Linked DNA regions of Zea mays: regions 2, 3, 4 and 5 are each linked to region 1. The links are chromatin contacts, called in public Hi-C maps. All regions are on one chromosome and are shown on one strand. The core of a region is the stretch at or near the end of the contact, and the rest is flanking DNA. Distances in the headings are between cores, read along the strand shown. Region 1 holds the start of LOC542550 (iron-sulfur protein 1). Region 2 holds the start of LOC103642717. Region 3 has its middle 50 kb from the start of LOC103642717. Region 4 has its middle 88 kb from the start of LOC103642717. Region 5 holds the start of LOC100384247.

The links. A called contact is a pair of places that touch in the nucleus more often than the background predicts.
Region 2: a Hi-C map of leaf shows a contact between it and region 1, with 6 times the contacts expected there. The contact joins the promoter of LOC103642717 here to the promoter of LOC542550 in region 1. A contact is called at or near these places in 6 of 25 Hi-C or Micro-C datasets (bundle sheath, ear, leaf and 2 more).
Region 3: a contact with region 1 is called in a Hi-C map of ear, with 3 times the contacts expected there. The contact joins the enhancer-like site here to the promoter of LOC542550 in region 1. A contact is called at or near these places in 3 of 25 Hi-C or Micro-C datasets (bundle sheath, ear and tassel).
Region 4: a Hi-C map of bundle sheath shows a contact between it and region 1, with 2.0 times the contacts expected there. The contact joins the enhancer-like site here to the promoter of LOC542550 in region 1. A contact is called at or near these places in 3 of 25 Hi-C or Micro-C datasets (bundle sheath, ear and leaf).
Region 5: a contact with region 1 is called in a Hi-C map of leaf, with 3 times the contacts expected there. The contact joins the promoter of LOC100384247 here to the promoter of LOC542550 in region 1. A contact is called at or near these places in 10 of 25 Hi-C or Micro-C datasets (bundle sheath, ear, leaf and 3 more) and 1 of 3 datasets of contacts at active chromatin or transcription factors (leaf).

What each region holds. Positions count from the first base shown.
Region 1 is chr10:114,182,945-114,185,859 of Zm-B73-REFERENCE-NAM-5.0, reverse strand. LOC542550 (iron-sulfur protein 1) reads right to left here and starts at 1,378. Exons shown (of 2, transcript NM_001371631.1): 1 at 1,125-1,378. The coding sequence starts at 1,299.
Region 2 is chr10:113,834,122-113,837,036 of Zm-B73-REFERENCE-NAM-5.0, reverse strand. LOC103642717 reads right to left here and starts at 1,355. Exons shown (of 5, transcript XM_008665924.4): 1 at 1,285-1,355; 2 at 196-250; 3 at 1-102. The coding sequence starts at 1,355.
Region 3 is chr10:113,884,386-113,887,300 of Zm-B73-REFERENCE-NAM-5.0, reverse strand. No RefSeq gene overlaps it. Among protein-coding and RNA genes, the nearest start is that of LOC103642717, 50 kb to the right of the region's middle. Within about 2 kb of position 1,465, at least 15 of the 20 cell types and tissues checked have an H3K27ac peak or open chromatin away from gene starts, as enhancers often do. A contact at or near this core is called in bundle sheath, ear and tassel, where this site is marked.
Region 4 is chr10:113,922,325-113,925,239 of Zm-B73-REFERENCE-NAM-5.0, reverse strand. No RefSeq gene overlaps it. Among protein-coding and RNA genes, the nearest start is that of LOC103642717, 88 kb to the right of the region's middle. Within about 2 kb of position 1,394, at least 11 of the 20 cell types and tissues checked have an H3K27ac peak or open chromatin away from gene starts, as enhancers often do. A contact at or near this core is called in bundle sheath and leaf, where this site is marked.
Region 5 is chr10:114,442,873-114,445,787 of Zm-B73-REFERENCE-NAM-5.0, reverse strand. LOC100384247 reads right to left here and starts at 1,494. Exons shown (of 14, transcript NM_001362333.2): 1 at 1,230-1,494; 2 at 881-945. The coding sequence starts at 1,442.

The DNA.
Region 1 (2,915 bases), core at 129-2,628:
GGTACACCTGAACGCCTAGGCGCCTCAACAACCATGTTTCAGTATTCTTTTGCTTGGCATAATGTTGATCTTGCTTATAAGAGGCATGCAATAGATATTAGCTATTTTTACAAAAAACTGAAAAATGAGGAATATTTTTAAAACGAGTCGGTACCATAATTATTTCTTTAACCTTCAGGACAGTGCCCACTGTTGTGGTCTTTGCCAACAGGACTGTCATTTCGCGGCACAATAACATAAGTAAATCAACAAAGGTAACATGGCAAAAGGAACAGCAGCCATATGTAGGTCTCTAGAACAAGGAAACGAGGGAACCCATCCAAGAAGTAAAACTAGACTTATAAATACATGACAAATGTTTGTAAAATCAGAAGTTCAGATACTAGTTTTTATTTTGGACGAGGTTCGTAACTGTACCATCAAACTAATGCAATAGCACAACACTGTCATGATAGTAACCAAATTCACCAACCGCCATCAATTTTACCAAACTGTTACCAACATTCTAAAATCAAGGGAATATACTTGCTACGAAGAGGGCCTCTGGACAGCAACACAAGCCATTCAGTTAAGTGTCAAATCATTCAAAAGGAATTTGAGGAATATCAATTAAATATAAATTAAGCTGCATAACAAGTATTGTTAAATAATTTCCCTCCCCCTCTACTATTATTCCCATCCTAGCAACACAGCTCATCACCAAGTTCCATCCTAGCAACCCAGCTCATCATACACTGCTAATCACAAACGGAAGGAGGTATTCTTTTATGTCAGAGCACAGCTCGGTGGCTGCACATAAGAAATGGATGTCAAACAGCATAAGACATGCTAAAAATAAGGGAACAAATTCTCCCGGGTCCTGACAAGAACACAAATTGTCTATCAAATGGACAGACAAAGTGCCTACAAGACCGATCAACGTAAGAGCTACAGCTATTGCACAACAAGCTACAGGAAGGCCTCGAAACAGAACTACACCATCATCGAGAACCCAAACAATCATCCAAAACTTCGCAAAACTAGAAATCCTTGTATCGCAGATCAAGCCCGATGGATCCCGATCTCAATCCGAGCCAAATCTACACGAAGACACGAGAATCAGGATGAAGGTCGCGCGCGCTTACCCCTGGAAGCGACAAAGAAGGGGGAGTCGATGGAGAACCGCGGATGGCTCCGTCCGCGAGCCGAGTCGTCGTCCCGGTCGGGGACGCCAGCGCCGGCGAGGGGACCCCTGGCTACCGCCGCGGCGGGGCGCCAGGAGAGGGAAGACGAGAGCCTTCTCCCCGCAACCCGCAGCATCGTGTCGTCCTCTTCCTCCGGCCGGTGGTGGCGCTCGCCTCCGATCTGATCTCGGCTAGGGTTCGCGCCTTGGCGCACGACGCACGGAGGTAGAGACTGGTGGTGGTGGAAACAAGAGGTTGAGAAAACATATTGGGAGCGGTGGGCTATGCTGGCCCAATATTAGCAGCCCACTTGTATATGTAGGCTTTTGGCTATACTTTCTTGGGCCTAAAACCTCTGGCTAGCCTGCTTTCAAATAAGATTGCAGCGACATAAAATAAAGATGCATTGTACCAATTACTACTCTACAAGTGGAGGCTACACTTAACTGTAATTCTGCTATCGTTCTCCCGTGAGGCCGTGATTACTGACGGCTGGTTTTGTTACTCTATTAGGGCCTGTTCGGTTGTACCGGAATGAGCCAGGATTCATTCCAGTTCATCAAAATCTATATAAATTAGAGAAGTAATCCAGCTAGGAATTAATCCGGGGCTCCAATCCGGAACAACCGAACAGGACCTTAGGGCTTGTTCGTTTACATCGGATTGCACCCGGAATCGTTCCGGCTAATCAAAGTTTATATAAATTAGAGAAGCAATCCGACTCGGAATCGTTCCGACCCACCAATCCGACACAAACGAACAAGGCCATGTTCGTTTGTGTCGGATTGGTGGGTCGGAACGATTCCGAGCCGGATTGCTTTTATAATTTATATAAACTTTGATTAGCCGAAATGATTCCGGGTACAATCCGATGTAAACGAACAAGGCCTTATTCATCTCAATCCACATGTATTGAATTAAATTAGGGTGTAAATTATGGATGTTTAAATGCACTACAGCTAATAGTTAGTTGACTAAAAAATTGCTAGTAAAATTAGCTAGCTAACAAATAGCTAGTCAATTATTAGCTATAGTGTTTTGATGTCTTCAACTAATTTTAGAAGCTAACCATCAGCTCTAGTGCATTCAAATATCCCCTAAATTAATTTACACCCTAATTCACCTCAATACATGTGGATTGAGGCGAATACTAGAGTACCAAACAAAGCCTAAGGGGTGTTTCCAAGTAAAGTTTTTTTGAAGGTTTAAGATAAAATCATGGTAGTGGAGAATATCATAGTTGAAAGATTCCTGGTGAGTTTTGTTGTTTTGGATGACAACATAATCAAAGGTCTAATTGAGGTGTTAAGTGTTGAAGAGCTACTTAGTGAAAAGCTTCAAGGCTCAAGAGTGATATTCCATATAAGATGAGATGGTATGGATTGTACATATCAAAAGTCAAAGTGAAGGATGAACATTGATTAAGTGGAACTCAATGTACATGACAGAGACAACAGGTCAAACTATAAACAAGGCAAGATGGTCTTCGAGGTACTAGAGCAAGGGAGAAGATCAAGAGGACTAGAGTACCTAAAGCCAAGGTGAAGAAGAGGCTCTTACAAAGTCAAGGTTGATCGAGTTGAGAAAGGTTTTGGTGCATTGAGAATCACAACATAAGGACATGACTTGAATCCATTAAGGTAATTCCTATGGTTGTATGGTTCAAGTAATAAGGCTCAAGATCCTAGCTCAAGTAGAGTCATGGTCACAAGAAGTGCAGAAGTGTCAAAGTTAGAACCTGGAAGAGCCCAA
Region 2 (2,915 bases), core at 106-2,605, 350 kb after region 1:
TGTTTTGTATGGAGCGTTTTCAGCTGTAGTAGCTTCAAGGGGCTTATCAAGAGCACAAGTCAATCCCTGAGGTATTTGCTGTTTGTTTGCCTTTTTGTGAGTCTGCAAACAGAATGAAGTATCAATGTATTGCTATGCCAGATAATCTCCAGTTCTGCACTAAAAGTAGGTACCAGAGAAGAAACATATGCTCACTTGCATTTGTGTAACAACAACCCAAATTGGGTTTGTGAGCAGTATATTGACACAACTACAAAAAATGCGAGATAAATGAGGCAGCAAGATCACATAAAATCGATAAGATCAAGAGTGATAGCAACTATCTCTAGGAACAGACAATGACAATCCATCCTCTTCTTGCGTAGTTAACGAGACTAATAACCTGAAGAAAGCAAATAGTTATCAACCACCACTAAAAACCGCAGATACTTCACCCAGACACACAATCACTGGTGCTGTTGTGGAATTAGCATTAAGATCTGCCGTTGGAGGGCAACGATTGACTGTTCACTGTTGGTGCTGTTGTGGAATTAAGGTCATTAAGATTTGCCGAATTAACACGGTTGGTTCTCACCCTGTTGAAAAAGTTGCGTAAGAACATAAGGAAAAATGTCACTCTCGGTCTCTCACAAAGAAGAAAAATGGCACCAACCAGTTCGAGTACGCGTAGTTCGACGCAGGACACGGAGAAGTCGCACTCACAGCCTCACAGGTGTCTTGCGAGCACAGGGAGAGAAAAAAAACTGTAGATTGCAGTTAAAATTTGGCCGAATTTATTAAAAAACACACGAACCTTCTAGCTGAATCGACAGCCTGAATTTGGTGGCATTTGGTAGTTCCTAAATGCCGTTCTGCTTCGGTAGGCTCCAATTTTCGAATTTAGTTAGTCAAATTCTAAATAGTTAAATCTTCCTTCGGTTTAATTGAACCAAAGACAGTCTCTGAGACAAATTTCTGATGGAAGGACACTGAGAGCATGATCCTGATCCTATCAGCAGTAGAGCCTACACACGGTACACATCCTGTGATAGAAAAATGCAGTAGAAGTAGCCCCTACTACCTAAAGCTTAGCAGTCTTAGACAGGTCTTCCACGTCCGCCACCAAATCCTAAGCGAGAAACCCCTTCCCAGACCAAGAATCCTTGGACCCAGACTGAACAGGCCATAGGAAGGCCATAGATTAGGGAGTAGAGAATTAGGAGTTGTTGAGACGACGCACTCACCATAGCCGGCCACGCCTGGAAGCCCTTCATCTTGGTAAGCATGAGGTCGCCCACCTTTCACTTGGCCACGACCGCGACCACGTCGGCACCTGCTGTGCGCTTCCTCTTCGCCGGCGCCCGGAAGCCCTTCATCTTGGTAAGCGCGTTGTGCAGGACGCCTCCAGCTGTGCCTTGAACAGCCCATGGTGGTGGTCCTCAGGGAGGAGGCAGAGAGGTGCGCGAGGCGATCGTGTAGGTCGTACTGATGGGGATCGATGGGATGGGTCGGGTGGCGGTGGCCCCGACGCTCGCTCGTCTCCGGATCTCTTCTTCCTCTCCGCCTCGCCCTTCCCCATCAGTACTGCCTCCGCAAGATTGGGGGATGGAACGAGGGCGGGGGCAGGGGTCACGAAGCGGCGAGCGGGCGTGCATCGTGGGCGAGATCCGCGGGTGGGTTCCATGCGCGGACACGGCGAGGTGGAGCACAGGCGGAGGGAGAGGCGGTGTGGGGAGGGCCGGGATCCGCGGCACCTTCCATCGGCGGCGCGGTGGAGGCGTGCATCGTGGGCGAGATCCGCGGGTGGGTTCCATGCGCGGACACGGCGAGGAGCACAGGCGGAGGGGAGAGGCGGTGTGGGGAGGAGGGCCGGGATCCGCGGCACCTTCCATCGGCGGCAAGAGGACCGCGCGGCACAGGCAGAACCGTGCACGCCTACACTCCACTCTTAAGGAGTAGTAGGGATATATATATATATATATATATATATATATATATATATATATATATATATTTGCTTATATAATTGCTCTTCAATGATGTAAGTTATACATTTAATAATTTAGTTCACCTCTATCTCACATAGAGTGTCTTAGAGTCCGTGTGCACACTCTCATTTGGCTACTTTTTCTTCACTTCTCTTTCTTACACATCATCATAAATCTAATATGGTATCTCTTATCGCTCTCCTACATCAGCTTATTATAATTGCTCCAATAAAGGTGGACGTGGACCCCTCGCTATCTCAAAAGCTAATCAAGCACTACCGGAATCTGGCTCTTTGCCGAGTGTCTAGATCTTTGTCGAGTGCTATTTATCGGGCACTCGGCAAAACAGACTTTGTTGAATGCTACACTCAGCATAAAATGACACTCAACGAAGAGAGTTTCTATCGAGAGCCAAACTCTCGGTAAAGACTTCTTTGCCAAGTGCCCAGTACTCAACAGAAATAGTCTCTCTAGGGAACTCGGCAAAGGCTCCATCACCGTCATTTGGTATCGTGATGGCTATTTTTTTGCCGAGTGCCGGGTGGTACTCGGCAAAGTCTATGTCGAGTGACCGAATAAAATTATTCGGTAAAGAAGTTGTTGTTGATATATAGTTACTGAAACTTGTTTAACCAAAATCACATCTGACAAAGAGTTTGTCGAGAGTTTTCTCGGTTTTGCCGAGTGGCAGCAGCTGCGCCTGCCATATATGATCGGAAATCTTCGTGTGACAAAGGTACACGGGAACCCGGACCGGCCGGAGACAGAGACGACAGTACCAGCGACGAGAAGTTGGTGGCAGGCCGGCTAGACGAGGATAGAAAGACTGACGAGCAGGTAATCAGGCACTGCAGTCTGCAGAACGGCTACCGAAGTCGTTACGCTGTTGCAACAAAGCGCCGGGTGATTGGATTGACCGGCATACCGAGATGACATGTGAAGCAACGA
Region 3 (2,915 bases), core at 216-2,715, 300 kb after region 1:
GTGTATTGAAATTATTAATTTTATTTATACAAAATCACACTTACTTAAAGTTGTACGGGCCACTATGACTTCTCTCTCTTGAAATTCAAGCTTTGCGTGTTCTATGTAGGTGGTGTATCTTGCTTCAAAATCCTTTTTCATATTCTGTGTAAGCTTCTCAACTTCTTCGACGGTCTTTCCTTTTAGTTCTTCGTTGTATTTTCCTATTCTGAAAGTGTGATTTGCACTGGCAGTTGTGTTAAGAAAACCGCCAATAGAAATTGATTTCCACTGGCGATTTCTTAAACCAGGTCCACCTTTTTATTTTCACTGTCACTTGGTAACTAAAACCGCTTGTGAAAAGTTTTGCGTACTATAAGCTTAGGGTCTGTTTGGTTGGGCTGTGGCTGTGAAAAAAGTTGCTGTGGGATGTGAGCTGTAGAAAAAGCTGCTGTAGGCTGTAAGCTGTTAAAAAGCTAAAAATCGTTTGGTGGAAACCACTAAAAGTCGTTAAAAATTCTTCGATATATGTTTTCATAGTTTCATCCGAAAAGCTACTAAAAGCAGGTACAGGAGTGCTTTCAGATTTGCACTACGAGAAAGTCGGCTTTTAGAAAAAGCTGCTTCCTGGATCCAGCCCTTTGGTTGGCTTTTGGCTTTTAAGGAGGCAAAAGCCAAAGCCAAAAGTCAAACCAAACACACCCTTAGAGCTCTTTTCTACTGGTGTATTGGGCTCACCTAATAATCATTTACAAAGGTCATGCTAAAAAAATTACCTCTATTATTAGGCTATAAAAAACTATTTTCTGATTTTTTTAGTAGTGAAATCTCTAAGAAACAGAAGCAAATAAAGAAAACGAAGCTCATTCAATGCATAGAGTTTGCCAAAAGATACGGGGAGCCTACGACCACCGACTCGCTGCAGCGTCTTAATTGACTCGGTCATACATAATATCCACTAGTACCCAGGTGTTGAAAAATTCTCAAAAAACTGATTAGGTCACATGACGAAAGAATATAAAATTTTGGCATTTCCTATTATTGACTTCTTCTCATATTCACTTGGAACAACACGCGACACTGAGAAAAACTTAACAAGTACTAGGGAAATGTTCCAATTATTGTACGCTCGCGGGAGAAAATGATACGTGGTCAAAAGATGCACTGTGGAGGATTAATTGGAGTGAGAAGAATAAAGAGAATAGTGTTTTCCTTGTTGACTTTTAGAACCAGGGGACAACTGCCTGTAGTTGTCACTAGGCGAGAGGACATGAAAGTGAACAGACAAATTGCCACTACACTACAGTACACAATCAATCACGCCGAAGGATCATTTGTTGGGTGTGTTAAGATTTGGCAGGTTTTTAATATTAATTTTGAGATAAAGCAGGACGTCAATCTTGTGACCCAATACCCTGGTTGGTTGTTGTGCTGTGCAGTGCTGAGCCAACGACATCTTCGTTGTTGCAAGGGCTGCCTAGGTGCTCGTTGGACCAATTGTCAGAAGTTGATGCGGGCCTTGGGCTGGCCACCTTGGGCTATCCTTGGCCCAGTATGTCTTGCACTTTTGTGACTCCACTCTCGAACTTGAAGAATATTTTTGAGGTGCTAATATCATAATATGTTTGTAGACTCGACGATTAAGGGTGTATTTGGTTTTTAGAGACTAAATTTTAATTCTCCTTTTTAGTCTCTAAATTATTAAACACTGAGATTAAAAGAAGGATTATCTCTATTTTAGTCTCTGTGTTTACAATTTAGGGACTAAAATAGAGGGACTAGAAATTGGTCCCTACAAACCAAACCAAACCTACATTCTCCTTCGACTTACACTAAACTTTCCTAATTAGGGTTTTGAGATATGTGATATGTATATAGCTTGCCTAATTAAGGTTTTGAGGTACATTGGCATTTAGATATGATGTCATATGCCTTTGTATTGTACTAATATGTTTATCCATGTACGACACAAGTTGATATGTCTTCATTATGTCAATATATAACATGTCATAACTATATGTCAATTGTGTTGATGTGCACGTGATACTTTTGTTTACATGATCAGACATGCAGCCCCTCCTCTAGAGGCACCCAGATTTGTCCATAGACTCTTGTCATTCAGGCTAACTTTGTAGCAGACATAATTCCTATTTCCAACCATAATAAGTAATGTTATCGTACACTTCATTTAATATTGATATTTTACATCCTAACACACTTTTATAATTTACCATACATAGATAATTGAGTTGATTAGATGGTTCCAAGATATACTTTGGTTTCCTGGAGGTCATTAAATCTGAAAGCATCTCGGATTCTAATTTAGTTTTTTGTGATTAATGACAACATAATTATTATAATTAACCTATATTTTGCAAGGGCATTATAAGTAGGTCACAATAATGATCGTATAATGAGCAATCAATGGTTTTCATGCCCTTTAGATAGATTTTATTTCAGTTTTCAAATAATATGCAACAGGGTTAAGGACATACTAGTTCTAAGTGTCAATTGGAGTGAGGGACGCTTAGAGTAATTTTAGGGGTTCATTTTTCCTTGGTCATACTATATAGGGGTATAAAGTAGTAGTTTGACCTAGTTGATTCTAGTGAGTAGGTGTGATGCGTACTTGTCAAACTTAGCACTAGGTAGATCAGAGGAATCCCAAAGTTCAATTGTAAGTAATCCCATTCACAAATATGCTTCAAAAGGATGTGAATGCAATGCGAAGGTTAGGATCTCACATGACAAAGTTCTATGTATAGAGGACAAGGGTTCCTTATTGGGCGTGTCTAGTGGTGGATCACTAGCATGTATGTTGTCCACCGTTGATGGTTCTTATGTCAATTGGATTTTACTCCGCAAGCACACAGAAACTTATGTGCCCTTCACTGTGAGTATTCTAGGTATCGTATTTTCCATAGGGAAGCAACATA
Region 4 (2,915 bases), core at 145-2,644, 260 kb after region 1:
CGTAGTGTAGTGGAGAGACACCAAAACTGTTCTCTAAACATAAAAGACTTCATTATATAATTGAGTGTCTATAAATATAGTCTATTAATAAATGTATGATTAAATGCGCTTGTACAACATCAGATCGATAAAACAGACGACGAATTCGTAAAGTGAAAGCTAAGACATCTGTTGCTACTTGAATTAAGAGCCAGAGATAGCTCAACTTATTTTTTTTGCAAACAGCACCTTTAAACACCTTAAAAAGACTTTATATTGATCACCATTGTATGCCCAATGCTTAGCCCACGCACATGTAGCCAGCAGATTTAATGCATGAAACTTGAGTTCACACCTTCTTCAGAAACGCAGTACATGTGTCGTACTGTAGAGAGCGAGGTCCCTCGAAGATAAGAAAATGACAGGGACAACACACAACTGAGAATCTTGTTACAAACACAAGACAATAATGCATCCTGTTCATAAAAAAAAATAAAAAACTGGCTGTCGTTCTTCATCTCCTTCCTGCATGCACCAGCTGAAAACGCGAAGTGGTCCTTATATATACAGCGTAGAACTCTTACTTCCGATTCAACAGCTAAAAGTACAGAAGGTTTCTCGATCATATGTTAATAACTGTCGGCGTCAGATCGACATAATCTATGAGCTAGCTAGTAGTACAGGAAATGAATCCAGCTAGCGTCTATTCGTCGTTAGCCAACAAGATGCATGCCCGCAGGAAACCTGGCTGAGTTTTCTTCACAAATAATATTGCCATCCATCCATCGTCGTCACACGCCATCAAGATGCATGGTGACTTTAAGGTACCACAACTAAGAGCCAGTAGTAGCATATAGTCTATTCTAGACGGGCTCGTCGTCGCCGTCGTCGTCCTTGTTTGTTCCTAGTTATCATCTACATGCACTAATACTCACCCTCTCTTCTATATTATTCTAAGCCATTTGAACTTTTTGCGAAGTTACCAGTCAAATCGGACTCTGCCCTTGGCTCTTTCGCATCATTCGTCGTGGACGACGACTGTATATATCTATCTATCCGAGATTGTTAGCACTGATAGCCCGGCTGTATGAGCCAAGCCGGCGGGAGCCTAGCTCCAGAGATGCGACCAATTTGCTCGCGTCTATAGAGCCTGACTTAGGGTACTTTAAATATCGTGCAAGCCTGACTTCACATCTACACGCAGGTAACCAAATACACACCTCGCACGCATAGAGCCTGGTTGACAACAACTGAACACCAGCTGATTGCATCCCATGATACAAGAACGCAAATACAGGTAACCAAACACATGATATATAAACTATGGGCGCCCCTTCCATCTATCCTCCAACCAAACACGGACAGTCAAAGTGGGCCGCGGATCAGACAACGACGTACTCATATGCCCAGACAGCTAGGCTGTGTGTGTCTGGCTGTCGCCGCCTTGAGGTCAAACCGGCGGGAGTCGCCGGAGCCCATATTCCCAGTTGAGAACCAGCGCACAAACGTCACAGGAGAACCAAAGCCTCCGAGCTAGGCTTCCTTTTTTTCCCCAACACAGCTAGGAGCAGCCGGATTAAGGGCATATTTAGTTTCCTGTCTAATTTGTCGCTTTTGGCTAACTTTTAGGTCTAAACTTATTTCTTCAATTCGAACGACTAACCTTAAACAAAGTGTGACACGGTTAGTCACGAACCAAACACCCTAAGGCCATCAAATTTGCCCGACTAGAGTTTTGGTGAATTGGTGTTATCTTAAAAGTCTACCATTCTAAACTCTGACAAAAAAAACACCTTAGTTGACACAATGCTCAGTACCACCAATTAATTGTGTTTGCAAAATTTGAAGGGGGTTGTTCGAACCGGTTTTGAGCCGGCGGACTGTCCGGCCCTGAGGCCGGACGGTCCGCGGTCCGGACGGTCCGCGCCTGTGGGTCGGACGGTCCGCGCGTGCGCAGAACAGATTAGGGTTCCGAGTTTTGTGCTATGGTTGTTAGCTATATTCGCGGGATTAGCTCGGAATCAGTTGTGTAAAGGGTCCAGCCCCCCTCCTCTATAAATAGAGAGGTCTACGGCCGATTTGTAATCATCAACAATCGAATCAATACAACTTCTATTTCGCATTTTATCCTAGGAGTAGTTCTAGTCTAGTTTAGGTTTAGCTATCCAATCCCCAAATTCGTCGTCTCTCTTCGGCTCTACGTCGATTAGAGGAGTCTAGGTCGGCCGGCCTGAGCCTAGACACCACCTAGGATCTCTCCTCCCCGACGGGGTCCCTCCCGGGAGCGAGATCCAGGCGCCGTCGGCGGTCTTCCGCCGCCCCTGCGCACGCGCGGACCGTCCGGCCCTAGGGCGCGGACCGTCCGGCCGTCAGGCAGGGAACTCGGGCTCCTGCACCAGGTCGCGGACCGTCCGGCCCTGTGCCGCGGACCGTCCGCGCCTGACCAGAAAGCACCGCCGCCTCGCACCAGGCCGCGGACCGTCCGCCCCTGTGCAGAGAGCACCGCCGCTGGTGCTCTTGAGTAATTGGCGCCTCCGAAAAGGTGTCAACAGGGGTATATATATATGAGGAGGTATGCCTTGAAACATAGTTTCCATCATAACAGGATGCATTTTGCTGTATTATTATGGATATGTTGCAATAACAATTTACTAGACATGTAACTTTGAAAAAGCTGACTTCTAACAAACTGAAATGTCACTTATTTGTGACTGTAGAGTGAGTACATATAGTATAGACACTACAATTCATGCATCTGAATCGTGGAGGCATGAAGTTTCTAATTAAAATAATCATTTATATAAGTGTAATGTGTATCTCTATCTCTATATTGTCATTATTTATATCTCTAGTTAAACTGATTTATGTTTAATCTAGTTTTAGTAAATAATATTCATATTTATGGCTATTTATATGAAACATAATGCTATTTATTA
Region 5 (2,915 bases), core at 245-2,744, 260 kb before region 1:
CATTTCCGTACAAGTAGGTGGGCTTCATGTAAGCCCCTGTTTGAATCCATAGAGCTAATAGTTAGCTCCTAATAATTAGCTCCTTTGGATCCAAAGGGGTCCAGTTAATAATCTAGCTAATTGTTAGCTAAATACACAACTAACAACTATCTCACTAGTTCAGCCAAACCAGCTTATAGTTAGCTAGCTAGCTAGCTAGCTAAGCTAACTATTAGCAGCTAATGGAGCCAAAACAGAGCTATAGGTGATAACGTAGATTTTAAGCATATGATCCGATGTACAATATTGCTTGCCATATGGATGTCCCTCATTTTCCAAGCAACTATTATTCTGGGACATACTCCCTCCACCCTAGTATATAAGACATAACTATCTCTGGTTCAACGACCAAGAAATGTATTTAGTTCTCTCTATACTACCGCATTGATGTGCGCACGTATAGAGAGGGAGTACCTTATATTATGGGACTAAAATAAAAAGTGATTACGCCTTAGTCCTTACATACCAGAATGGAGGGAGTAATAGATTCACTAGCGTTTATATCTGTTTGGTTACTTATTTACCAAGATGTGAATGGTACAGAATCGTGGTAATGAAACCTAGCACCCTGGAGCACTCAGGCAAATAGATTCGCAGGCATCGATCTGCACCTCAGGCTACCGAAATCAGACACCTGAGGATGCGCATCAAAGCCAAACTTGTCTGGGCTTGAAGCCCACATGCACAGTGCATTTCACATAAATCTCTGGGTAGACACAATACCACACCCCAACCTTTCCTCTAAGCCAAGTACTGAAATATCAAGGTAATAATATAGTGGGAAAAAGGAATGAGAAAAGATATGGAAAGACCAGAATAGTTCACCAAAGGCAACAGTTACCTTATAATATCGTTATCCCTGAAGATGCAGGTTGACTCGAATGGTGGCAAGGTAAACCCGTCCATCTGCACACAAGAGACCATTCATTCATAATTTATGCACAAAGCTTGTATTTGTAAAGAATATAGATATAAATAACAAAAAAATGGAAGGAAAATCAGGAATGAAGCATTAATGGTCCACACGGACAACCATCAAACATTGTGGTACGAAACCATCGATTTTGGAGAGAAACCGCAATGATGAACTAATCAGGTTTCGGAGTGGGGAAGGATCCCATGCATAAGTGGGGATGGATAAAAGAGAGAAACGGGAACAATGAAGGAGGGGAGATGAACAGGCGACATACCGAGAGCACAACGCCGCGCGGGCAGGTGCGGCGGAGGCGGAAACGGGCTGCGACATGAGCGGCAAGGTCGGCGACGGTGTCGAGCTCCGGGCTAAGGAGAAGCCAGCAGCGCCGAAGGCCTTCATCCCTCTGTACACGCTGGAGGAGGCGACTGTTTTCGAAAAGCAGACGAAGCCTCACCGGGGCGGGCGCCGCAGGCGGCGGCCTCGCCATTGGTGGGTGCCGGCTAGGTTGGGGGGAAAGGGTTCTGGGTTTCTTTCCCAACTTTTTTCATTTTATCGATTCTAAGACTGGATTTTGAGCCAGAGCCAAGCTTACGGGTGTTTAATACACTAGATCCAATAGTTATTAACTAAAAAATTGATAACACAATTAGCTAGCTACCAAATATCTAACTAAGACCCTGTTTAAATCTCACATGATAATTTTTAGCTTCCAGCTAAACTTTAGCCATATAAATTGAAGTGCTAAAGATTAGCTCCTTCGGGTGTTTGGACTACTCTAATAAAGTTTAGCACATTGGAATAAAAAGACACATATGCCCCTAATGCGGAGAGAGAGAATGAGGTTGGAGGGTATGGTTGGAAAATAGGGTTCTCTGGCCCACGTTTAGCTACTTTTAACAAGTAGCTTATAAGATAATAGGTGCTAAATTTTATCATACCATCATTAGCTCTCCTGTTTAGATCACTAAATGGCTAAAAGTAGCTAAAAAGCTGTTAGAGTTTATCTAGTAGGATTGAAACAGGGCCTAACTATCGTGCTTCCATTGGATGTCGATATTAGAGATGATGGAATTTAATTGTGTTGAATACCAAATCAAGTATGGTATCAAAATGAGATGTAATTTCATTTTTTTAATACCACTAAATTGAAGTTTGGAATTGTGGGGTCTAATTCCACGCAATACCGAGAGGTGGGGCTTTGTTTTGGGAGAGGGGTTTCTAGTTATAGTCAAATTCTGGAAAATTGGGCTCTAATTCAAATCTCAATTCCATGTGCAATCAAACAAAAAGTTGATTCTAATTCCCAATTCTGAACTCCAATATCTACATCCAAACGAGATATTAGCTAATTTACTAAAACTATTAGCTAGCTTGTTTGGATGCCATCAGCTAATTAGATAACTATTATTTCTAGTGCATTCAAACACCTCCATATGGGTAATAGAATATCTAAGAGTTTATTTTCTAAATTTCACTCTCTAAATCTCTACTGCTTACTAGGTAGTGACCGTGTGTTGCAACAGAAAATATTCGATAACTTATATATACAAATGTATGTTATACTATTATGAGATGGAGGGCGACATCCACGAGTTATCTGGGATGATGTCGAAGAGAAACTCGGGCCTGCGACGCACGAGCACTCGCCTAGTAGTGTATTATATAAGATTTAACAAGAAAATTTAATGGCAAAAAATTAAGAATGATCTTTCGAACGTCTAGTTTAGACATTCAAATCATAAATATAAAATAAACATAATCATAAATGTCTATTTAATTTATTTTTTCCATAATATGGTTAAGGTACTCTTGTATATTTTCAAGAATATTAAATCGATATGTGTTCCCCTCGTATGCCAATAGATCAATAAATAAATTCCTGCGTAGAGTCACACCATCCTGTAAAAAATGCTATAAATAATATCACCCTCAACTACAAATTATATATATGCTATTATTC